Linked DNA regions of Oryctolagus cuniculus: region 1 is linked to region 2. The links are chromatin contacts, called in public Micro-C maps. All regions are on one chromosome and are shown on one strand. Each heading gives the region's core, a stretch centred on a gene start, on an enhancer-like site or on the middle of the called end of the contact. The rest is flanking DNA. Distances are from core to core; before and after follow the strand shown.

The links. Hi-C and Micro-C count contacts between places; a contact is called where the count stands out from the background.
Region 1: a contact with region 2 is called in a Micro-C map of ear pinna, with 8 times the contacts expected there. The contact joins the promoter of LARP1B here to the promoter of PGRMC2 in region 2. A contact is called at or near these places in 2 of 6 Hi-C or Micro-C datasets (ear pinna and an unstated tissue).

Annotation. Positions count from the first base shown.
Region 1 is chr8:36,676,883-36,682,477 of mOryCun1.1, forward strand. It overlaps LARP1B (La ribonucleoprotein 1B), which reads right to left and starts at 3,108. Exons shown (of 20, transcript XR_011378248.1): 1 at 2,269-3,108. It overlaps LOC108178132 (a long non-coding RNA gene), which reads left to right and starts at 3,427. Exons shown (of 4, transcript XR_011378253.1): 1 at 3,427-3,764.
Region 2 is chr8:36,455,243-36,460,412 of mOryCun1.1, forward strand. It overlaps PGRMC2 (progesterone receptor membrane component 2), which reads left to right and starts at 2,832. Exons shown (of 3, transcript XM_002717245.5): 1 at 2,832-3,460. The coding sequence starts at 3,043.

The DNA.
Region 1 (5,595 bases), core at 1,858-4,357, 220 kb after region 2:
TCTGGTCTCCTAACTGAATTCAAGACAGCAAGGGCACTAAGCCTCTCAGATGGGTCAGGCTTTGGCTGAGTGCCTTCCCTGGATCTCTAAACAACATCAATACACTCCAGAACACCCTACAAGTGGAAGAAAGTCTCACAAAGATATCAAGAGCCCACTTCATTTAGGTCTGCAGGTACTAATACAGAGAAAATTCAAGATTTATCCCCTGAAATACTCCCCTATGTTTCCAACCTCGGTAATAAATTTTCTGGCAAAATTCTGGGCACAGAATTCCTTTACCTCATTAGCAGAATAACAGAAGGTCCCCGTTCAGCCAAAACAAACCTGGCTTAACTCTGTTGCTAAAGCATGATTAATATGCTTCCCTTTCTGAGTATTCTGTTTTGTAGATTAACTTTTACAAGTACCCTACCAATAAATTACTAATTTAACACTTCTTGGTTTGTACCTACTCTAAACCCTAAATAACCTTCTTTATTCTTGAAGTTATAAACTTGTTTAGGAAAATAGGAAGTTAAAGTACACAGGTAAATATACAGATGGTTCTCTGGTATTAGGAAACTTATCCATTTACAAAGCCCAAAAATCTTGCCAGAAGTCAACTAGTTAGTGAGTACCCAAGTGTCTCAGCACAGTGCATTCCTACATCACAACCTCTTATCTAAATTAGCTAAGTTACTCAACTGCAAATAAAAGTTGTAGAACAGTGCAGGCCACACTGGACAAAGACTATAGTTAATACACTGCTTCCAGTAAGAGTAACAGTATTCCTGGGTGCACAGAATGGATTCCAAAGACACAAAGTGTTTCCTACAGAAACATCAACAAAACCGAAACTTCGTGAATCCCACCATACATCAAGGATCACCTAATTCTTAATCTTCAATGAACACTGGAGTAGGAAGGCACCTGTTAGGACATTAAACTGAAATATTTTCACCAATCATTTGCAATTAAAACCCCCAAGTCACTTTTAAGTCTTAAAACCTGTAAAATTGGTTTTACAACCAATCAAGAATTCATTTTCTGGTGTTTACCCGATATAATGTATAATTAAGGTTAGAAGTAGGGAGGTAAGACAGCCATTCAGATTTTGCTTTCTTTGCTAAATTTTACTCTCTTCAATAAGTAACAGGCAGCAGGGAATTACACTAATATTAAACCTACAGCCAATTTTAATGTTTGCTCCAACTATGGAAATTAATGAACAACGAAGGAAGGAAGTGCATTTCTGTACAAAAACTAAAGAATTCAGTGAAGTCAACACTTATCTCCCTCTACTGGAGTTCCTGGGAAGAAACGTGGGTTTACAACAACCGCCTTATGTTTTATACCACCACATCCTTCATCTCATTTGATTCTCACAACCCCGTAAAAGTGTTCAAATTTTTTTCTGTTCCACTGTTAACCTTTAAATTTAAGTAGCAAAGCCTTGCAAGAAAACAGCTGTTATGTCTACACAAAAGCTCAATTAATTCATTATAATTTAACATGGCAAAAATGAAAGACACTGCCTTTTCATTTTATCTAGCTTTTCCATTTTTAAAACAACCAGGGTAGTTGCTGCAACCAAAATAAAGCACCAAGGGCCATACTGCATAGATCAGCATTCAAATGCTGACCACACAATCTAATCTCAAAAGGGAATAAGAGCTCACAGAATGTTAGATCACAATTTCCCTAACGTGCAATTCTCTCTCCTGTGTCAAACTATCCTGTTTCAATTATTTTCACTCACAATCATCGCCCAAAGCACTTTATGAGCCACCACACTCAGGGTCTCATGTTCAATGACTCCTTAGCAGTGTTCTGAAAACCTTGATTTTTTTTTCCGTTTTATCAACAAAACATCACAATCGCATTTCCACTTGGAAATAAATCTCCTTTGCTCCAACTTGCTGTAAATCTATTTACAAATCCGCCCAAATTTCCCCCCTAGAATGAACCGCGCTGACGATCCAAAGTTAAAGCTACTTTACCGAGTCACTCATTCACACAGTTCTGGGCCGCGCCAGCGGGGCCGCGCTGCCAAGTTTACCCCCTCCGTGCCCCCATCAGTCAAAGAGAACCTGAGGTCCCACCTCTTCCTGTCGCTCCCTTCCCACATGTCCATTTATGTAAATGGGTATCGTGAATGACACCTTGGCAAGAAATACCTTCGACTGACAGGGAAGCCGGGCCCGCCCCTCCCCCAGCCCCGCGCGGCCAAGTCCAGGAGTCGCCCCTCCGCACCCTCCCCGAGCCCCCCGCGGAGAAGCCACAGACCTGCCTCCAGAGTCTCCAGCGGGGGCGGCGGCGGGCCCGTCCCGGCGGGGGACAGGTGCTGGGGAGGCTTTTTGGTCCAGGGGTTTTCCTTAGGCGGCAGCGGCGGCGGTGGTGGTGGCAGTGGCGGCGGCGGCAGCTTTTCCTCGGGGCCGGCCGCTGCCGCCTCATCTCGGGCGTCCTCGGCCGGCGGCTCCCGCGGCGGCGGTGGCAGCGGCTCCCCGCCGAAGGGGCCCCCGGGCCCGCGCGCCTTGTGCGCCAGGTGCAGGGACAGGGGCCTCACGGGCACGGCCGCCTGGGGCACGCTGTGTCCCAGCACTGGCACCGGAGACGGCTCTCCCCGCGCCCCCGCGCTGGTGCTGGCCGCGGCCCTTTCCTCCCTCGCCGCCTCCTTCCCGTCTCGATCCGGCGGGGGCGGCTGCTCGGCCTGCCGGCTTGCCGCGGCCAACCGCGACTCCCTCTCTGCGGCCGCCGCGGGCGGATCCTCCCGAGAGTGAACGGCGGGCACCGGGGCGCGAGCAGACATCGTCCCCTTGCCCCAGCCACCCCAGCCGGGGGGGGCCCGGGGCCAGGGAGCCCGGGTGCCCGTCGCTCCGCCGGGGCACCGACTAGCGCCGGCCTGGGGCACAGAACCCGAGAGCCCGGCCGCCGTCGCCGCCACCGCCGCCCGCCGAGGCCGCGCAGCGCCCGGCGTGCCGGCCCGCGTCGAACGGAGCGCTAACCGCCCGCCGGCCCAGCCCTCGTCGGCGGCGCACGCCCAGAGCCAGCTAACACGCGCCGGGCGCCGCAGCCGGGAGCCGCGAGCCCTCACCTGGCGCGGGCAGCTGCGGAGGAGCCGGCAGCCGGGCTGGAGGACCTTTAGCGGCGTCTGGAGGCGCAAGCCGCTCGCGCCGGTAACTGCTCGAGGGGCGGGGCGGCGGCATGCGGAGGCGGGCCGAGGGGCGGGGCGGGACCTCCTCGCGGAGCGTGACGTGGCTGCTCCCCGACCCCGGCCGCCGCCGCCGCCGCCGCCGCGCTGCGCGAGGTGGCCGCCCGCCCTGAGGGCCGGCCCCGCCCAGCGGCCCGCCGAGGGGAAGGAGGGCGCACCGGGCGATTCCCGGCTCGCGGGTGACGGTCGCCCGGGCTGTGAGCGCAGGGGCGGGGCGCCCGCCGGCCCTCTATGACTCGCCGGCGGGCTCGCGCTCGGCTCCCGCGGCGGCGACGACCGCCACCCGGGCGCGGTGCGGGGCGGGTGGCGCACGTGGCGCTGGGGGAGCCGCCGGGCGATTTGCCCTTAGGCTCCGGGACCGAGTGGCCCCTGGGCGAAGGGCGCTGGGGCGGTGCTGGCCGCCACCCCCACCAGCACCGGGTGCCCCCGCGTGGGCCGGGGTCTCCGACCGGGCCGCTGTGCCCTTTGCGCCCAGCGCCTTAGCGCGGTGAAAGTTCCCTCCCTGGCGCTTCGGGGGCATCGCGGTGACCTGGAATCTGGAGCCAGGAACGCAGTGAAAGCGGTGTTATCTGTAGGTAATTGTTTATGAAACCTTTGCCCCGAAATTTGAGTTACTGCACTTCCCTGCCCTGATTCCCACCCACAAACTGAAATATTTTTAAAGCGCCCTTGTGTGAAACAGCTAATATTTCGCTTTTGAACTTTTTTATTCAGTATCCCTATAATTTGAAGGACTAACACTTGATGACGAATTATATTTTTTCACTAGAATGAATTTTAAAGTAGTACAAATTTTTTGATGATAAATCCGATAGGAGCTTCTGTATGGCTCTCAAATTCAGTTAGACATGATACTGGTTTTATGTGCGTTTATTTATGAGTTAATGTTTATGTGCGGGTACAAGGTCTCTGAGCAGAGATTCAATTCAATCAGATTTTTTTTTCTCAGCCCTTCCCCCACCCCTGTAAGGATTTGGGAGGAATTCTTCCTGGTTCCTTTAAGGCTGCCAAACCACGCACATATAATGTCTGGGATTCCCACCTCCCTTGGGTTTCACTTAAATCACATTAAATTTGAGGTTACGGGGTGTTTTTTTGTTTGCTTTTCGCTTTTTTTAAAGATTGATTTATTTATTTGAAAGGGTTACACAGAGAAAGGCAGAGAGAGAGAGAGGTCTTCCATTGCTGGTTCACTCCTCCAATTGGCCACAACGTCCAGAGCTGCCTGGATCAGGAGCCAATAGCCAGGAGCTTCTTCAGGGTCTCCCACGTGGGTGCAGGGGCCCAAGGACTTGGGCCATCTTCTACTGTTTTCCCAGGCCATAGCAGAGAGCTGGGTTGGAAGCAGAGCAGCTGGGTCTTGAACCAACACCCATTTGGGATGCCGGCACTGCAGGCAGCGGCTTTACCCACTTTTTGTTTTTAACTTAAATTATTTCCCTAAGGCTAATAATCTATTTATTCAGCAGCTATAAACAATAAGACTTGTGTTCCATATCAGTAATCTCTAATTTATCAGACCCTTATCCACCTCCTGAATCCAGTTGTGATTAAGTGAGAATTTTACTTCCATCTATATCCCTGAGATGGGACACTTTTACCAGCTCTGTTATGAGTAAAGCTTTGTGTTTTTAACTACCGGGGCCGGTGCTACGGGGCAGCAGGTTAATGTCCTGGCCCGAAGCGCCAGCATCCCATATGGGCGCCAGTTTAAGACCAGGCTGCTCCACATCCGATCCAGCTCTCTGCTATGACCTGGGAAAGCAGTACAAGACGGCCCAAGTCCTTGGGCCCCTGCACCCACGTAGGAGACCAGCTGTTGCAGCCAATTGTGGAGTGAACCATCAGATGGAAGACCGACCCCCCCCCCCCCCCCGCCGTGTAGCTCTTTCAAATAAATAAATGAATCTTAAAAAAAAAAAAAAAAAAAAACAAACTACCAACTTGTTCTTGTTGTAATCAGCCCTTTGGAGTCCTGCCAGGTAATCCTTGCCTCCTTTTACAAAAGCCTATCAACAAGTTCACTGTGACTGTGACTCAGAACACGTTATTTTACTCTCTATTCAAATACACATGGATTAAAGACTGGTGAGTCAGTTGAGAAAAGGTAATATGGATTGGTTCTCCCAAGTTTGATTTACATGGGCTACCTAACCATGGTTGCTTCATTTTTTTCATTGTCATCTTTTTAAGTGAAAAGTCATATAGGGATTTCTTAGGTAAAGGGGAAGGATTAATGGAGAGCTTTTTTTTTTTTAATGGAAACATGGTTTGCTTGCAGAGAAGGAAGAACTGGAGGATGACTGAGTGTTCAGAATCAGACTGCAGTGTGCACCACTAACTCAGTGAAGGGAATTGGTATTTGTCTCCCTTTCAAATGCATACAAGTAACTCCTGTGTCC
Region 2 (5,170 bases), core at 1,582-4,081:
GGCGCTATTGTAGTAGACTAAGCCTCCACCTGCAATGCCAGCATCCCATATGGACGCTAGTTTGTGTCCTGGCTGCTCCTCTTCTGATCCAGCTATCTGCTTACAGCCTGAGAAAGCACTGGAAGATGGGCCAAGTGTTTGATCCCCTGTACCCACGTGGGAGACCTGGAAGAAGTTCCTGGCTCCTGGCTTTGGATCAGCTCAGCTCTGGCCTTTGTGGCCATTTGGGGAGTGAGCCAGCAGATGGAGGACCTCTCCCTCTCTTTGTCTGTAACTCTGCCTCTAGAATACATAAATAAATCTTAAAAAAAAAAAAAAAAGAAAAGAATTAAATAGTCAGGAACAGCACATGATAAAAAGTCAAAATGGGTGACATACACAAGGAATCTGAAATTCAAGAGATTAGTCAGTGTGAGCTCCTTACCCTTAACCTTAGAGTGACTGTTCATTGAGGTTTGCCTGTGAGAATCTCATTTCACTCCTGTTTTCCCAGTGTTATTAACACTGCCCTCTTTCATTTCCAAAAGTTTTCTGTTAGAGGGCAGATTATATGGTCACTTCCTGTTCACTCTACCTCAAGAAAGTACTTCTAATTCATGGATTGGCAAATCGTGGCCTGCAGGCTGTTTTGGACCTTCTGAAGGCTTAAAAAAAAAAAAAAAAAAAGCTTCCTCATCTTTAAGTAATTGAAAAATTCAAAATTGTATTTCATGACACTTGAAATTATTGCCTATAAATAAAATTGTATTGGAACAGGCCACATGCCTATGGCTGCTTTCTCATTACAAGGCAGAATTAAGTAGTTGCACCTCGTGGCACCTGAAGTATTACCTGGCCCATTATAGAAATTACTTGATGCCACCACTAATTCTGGGTGTCCTAACTTCATGCACACACTGGTTTCCCATAGACCTCCCTCCTCAATCCTGCATACACCTGGCTGCTAAATGAGGTCTTGGAACTTTCAGTGCTGTTACCTGCCCTGTCAAAATCTTCAGCAACTCCTCCAAGACCAACAACACCAGATACGGTCCCGGTCAATTCCCTGATACTAAAGACAACCACCTGGAGTTCCAGATTTTGCTCCTCTTCACTTACAGCCAAAATGGGCTGCTCACTGCTTCCCTTGGCTCGTACCATAAGCCCCACGGCTACTCCATGCCTCTCTTAGACACCACCAGTTCCTCAAAATTAAACAAAAATCGTCACACATTACAAGAAAAAGGGGCACAGACTGGTACCACCTCCGGTGGGACACCAAATGTGAAGAAAAAGGCTGAGAGAGGAAACAGAATACGAACTGATAGCCTGACTGAATTTACCCAAATAAAATAAATCCGCAGAGGTGGGTGATCAACTGCCAGAGGCACACAGAAGGGACACATGGCAGAGGGCCCAGACCCCAGCAGGCTGGGCCTCTTTATATCTTTGGTGGGCTAGAAGCTGGGGTGGAGGGCAGTAGGTGGAGGTGTGTTTCCCCACACAGGTTCAAGTTTGGCCCACTGGCTACCAAACTTGCGTTAGAACCCAGAGGGTAGGGTGGAGAATAATAGGGCGTGAGACTTAACTGGCCTCTTGAAAGCAGGCAGGAGTAATGTGACCCTAACATGGCTAAGGCTTACGTCCTTGTTCCAACACTCATCAAACCAGGTAGTCTGGGAAGGCTCAGAGAACACAAAGAGCAGACCCAACAGGAAAGAGGGCAAGTAAGTCACGTGCATGAGACAGCAGCACCAAGAAAGAAGCTTCAGGAGTGACTATGTGGGGTTTCCAGGATTTGAAAGTACAAAGGACACCCCAGGAACAAAACTGTACATAAAACTAAAGCGAGGGGTCTGCGCCCGTGGCATAGCAGGCAAAGCCACTGCCTGCAGCGCTAGCATCCCATACGGGCGCTGGTTCCAGTCCCAGCTGCTGCACTTCTGATCCAGCTCTCTGCTGTGGCCTGGGAAAGCAGCAGAAGATGGCCCAAGTCCTTGGGACCCTGCACCCACACAGGAGACCCAGAAGAAGCTCCTGCCTTCGCATTGGCACAGCTCTGGCCATTGCAGCCAATTGGGGAGTGAACCAGCAGATGGAAGACCTCTCTCTGCCTCTCCTCTCTCTGTGTAACTCTGACTTTCAAATAAATTAATTAATGGAAAAAAAAATTAAAGCAAACACAAGGACCACGCCAGCCCATCCACATCCAAAGTGCCACAGATTAGGATCCAGAGAAAAACTAAACGGTTAATCTCAAGTAAGAGTTCTACAACAGCAACCTTGAGCAAAGCCCAAGGGGAGCGGCTGCTTGGCGCCGCGCAATCGCCACCGAGACTGCCGATACCAGGGAAGTCCAGGGCCAGCTCCTCGCCTAAACTTCTGGATGCTGTCCCACCTCCAGGGCCACGCTCCCGGGGGAGCAACAGACATCTCTCATCGACTTGCTCCCAGTATTTAAGATCGCGCCGAGGCCGCCCACACACCACCTGCGCCGGCCCGCCCCCAGGGCCGCCTCCGCACACGTGAAGCGCCCGAGCGCGGCGAGAGCAAAGAGGCGGGAGTTCACGGCCGCGAACCCAGGCCTGGGAAGAGACGCGAGCCCCGCGCGCACGCGCACAGCAGGGAGACGGGGGGCGGGGGGAGCGGGCCTCTCCGAGAGGCTGCTCTGGAAAGGAGAGCGCGTGGCGCTCCGGCATCGGCGCACGCGCTGTGCCCTTGCCCCGCCCACACGCGCGTGCGCGCACGCGCGCTGTCGGCGCAGCATGTTTTTCTTCAGATCCGCCCTCCTCGTCTGTTTCACAGATCCGAGGCGAGGAGCGAAAGCGGGGAAGTGTGGGGCGAGATGGGCGGGGCGTCGCACGCGAGCGCGGCCTGCAAAAGAAGGGAGGAGGGGAGAGAGCCGAGACAACGTTACCCCGTCAACACCCAATCAGGAGGCGGCCTGTCCCCGCCCTCTCCCCTCACGTTATTGGCTGGGAAGTCCCCCCTCATGGGCGGGGCCGGCCTGGGGTTGGGGAGGGCAGGGGGCGGGGAGGAGGAGGAAGGCGCTGGCGGGCAGTGATGGCGGCGGGTGATGGGGACGTGAAGCTAGGCACCCTGGGGAGTGGCAGCGAGAGCAGTAGCGACGGCAGCAGCGAGAGCCCAGGCGGCGCGGGAGCAGCAGCGGAAGGGGGCGGCTGGGCGGCGGCGGTGCTGGCGCTTCTGACGGGGGGCGGGGAGATGCTGCTGAACGTGGCGCTGGTGGCGCTGGTGCTGCTGGGGGCCTACCGGCTGTGGGTGCGCTGGGGGCGGCGGGGTCTGGGATCCGGGGCCGGGGCGGGCGAGGAGAGCCCCGCCGCCTCTCTGCCTCGCATGAAGAAGCGGGACTTCAGCTTGGAGCAGCTGCGCCAATACGACGGGTCCCGCACCCCGCGCATCCTGCTCGCGGTCAATGGGAAAGTCTTCGACGTGACCAAAGGCAGCAAGTTCTACGGCCCTGGTGAGGAGGAGTTGGAAAGGGAGAGGGAGGACCCCCTGTAGTGCAAGCACGACTCCCCCTTCTGACGGGGAGGCCCCTGGGCACCAGGTTAGTTCGCCCAGTCTTCTTGTCGCCTGGACCCTCGCGCCTGGGCTGCCTCACCTGGGACGGCCCTCCCCCCACACGCCCCCTGCTGCGGACGCCGTCGGCTTTCCAGCAGGTCGGGGTCCCCCTGGGACCCCAGGGACCAGCTCTCAGCGTTCGTCTGTCTCCCATTCCGTCTCTCCTCGCAGCGTCTTCTTCAGCCGAATTTTGCAAAATCCTTAAATAGTTGCCTCCAGCCGAACTGGCCCTCCACCTTTCCTGAGCTTTCTAATTCCGGGGATGGGTGCGGGCTGGAGGGAGGGAAGATTTCTAAAGTAGGGATCTAAAGTTCCGGCCTTGGTAATTCACACTTTTTTCTGCCACTGATCCGGCTCCCTTTCTGCCTACCACTCCTCATAAGGCCACGTTTAGGGACACGTAATTCCCAGTCCCAGCCCTTCCAGGCTGTGAAGTCCAGACGTATAAGCAACGTCTTTTAAAACCAGTTTGCGTTCTGAGATGCTTTCCAAGATTAACAATGTATGTGGGATGAGGACCGTCGGAAAGGCAGATCTGATTAAAGATGGGCAAGGATATTCGCCCTTAAGTGTTGGGGGCGGAGCTCATATACCCAGCAGGCGCGCCTCTTTTTTTTTTTTTCTTCTTTTCCTCTTATTTCTTTTTACCTTTTTGACTTTTTTTTTCCTTTTTTGCTGGTAGGAAAGCGAATATTCAGATTCAAACAAGGTAACAATGACCGATGTTTTCAATTACCAGAACTAAGAAAAAACTTGGAAGAGCTTTAAATCCCGCATGCACCAGTTGAAAATTAAATATTTTTACAGTTTGCTTTCAGAAAAGTGTGTTCATTTCGAAGCTCTTCACAGTGTAGTTGTAGCATGCATTTCAGATCATGCTGATAAACTTCAGACTTAAGGAACCTGTTGGTATTCCATAGAATTGAGCAACATTGTACATCCTGGCTGTGCAATGATACTTTGAAAAAAGTGACTACAATAAGAATAAATAATAAAGTTAGAGACTTAAAGTGACTTGTTATTAGAAAGAGTACATCGACCCCTTAAAGTCAAGGGGCTGGCAGTCTAGGAACAAGCTCATTTCTACCTTGGTCTGATCTGTTAGGCCATGAGATTTATTGACACTTACAAAATATATTTGATTTCAGTGCGTGCTGCATGGCAGGTATTTTGGAAGTACTTTGGTTTGTCGTTTAATTGGAAGATAAGAAATTGGAGATTTTTGGTGTTAAAACTATTGAATTTGTTTCCTAGTTGTATTCCTGTTTGTTATGCATTCTGTCCAACTATAGATTGCATATAAAGTATTTGTTTTTGTTTATATATGAATACCAGATGTCTGTTCCTTGTATCAATTCAGATAATACTTATTTTTTATACTTAAGGGTATGTGGGACAAGTGAAATTTTATCTCAAGGATTTACATAGTATGTTCCTCCTAAAGTTTCTCCTGATTGATATTACAGAGTGTTCAGTGATAAGAAATGGTGTGTAGGTTTAATTTCTTAATACAGAGCTTACCCAACTAAAAGCAAAATATTAAGTGAAAGAAGTGTATTAGTCCCCACACTTTATGATTTACCACTATCTGCAGATAGTTAGAAGAGAC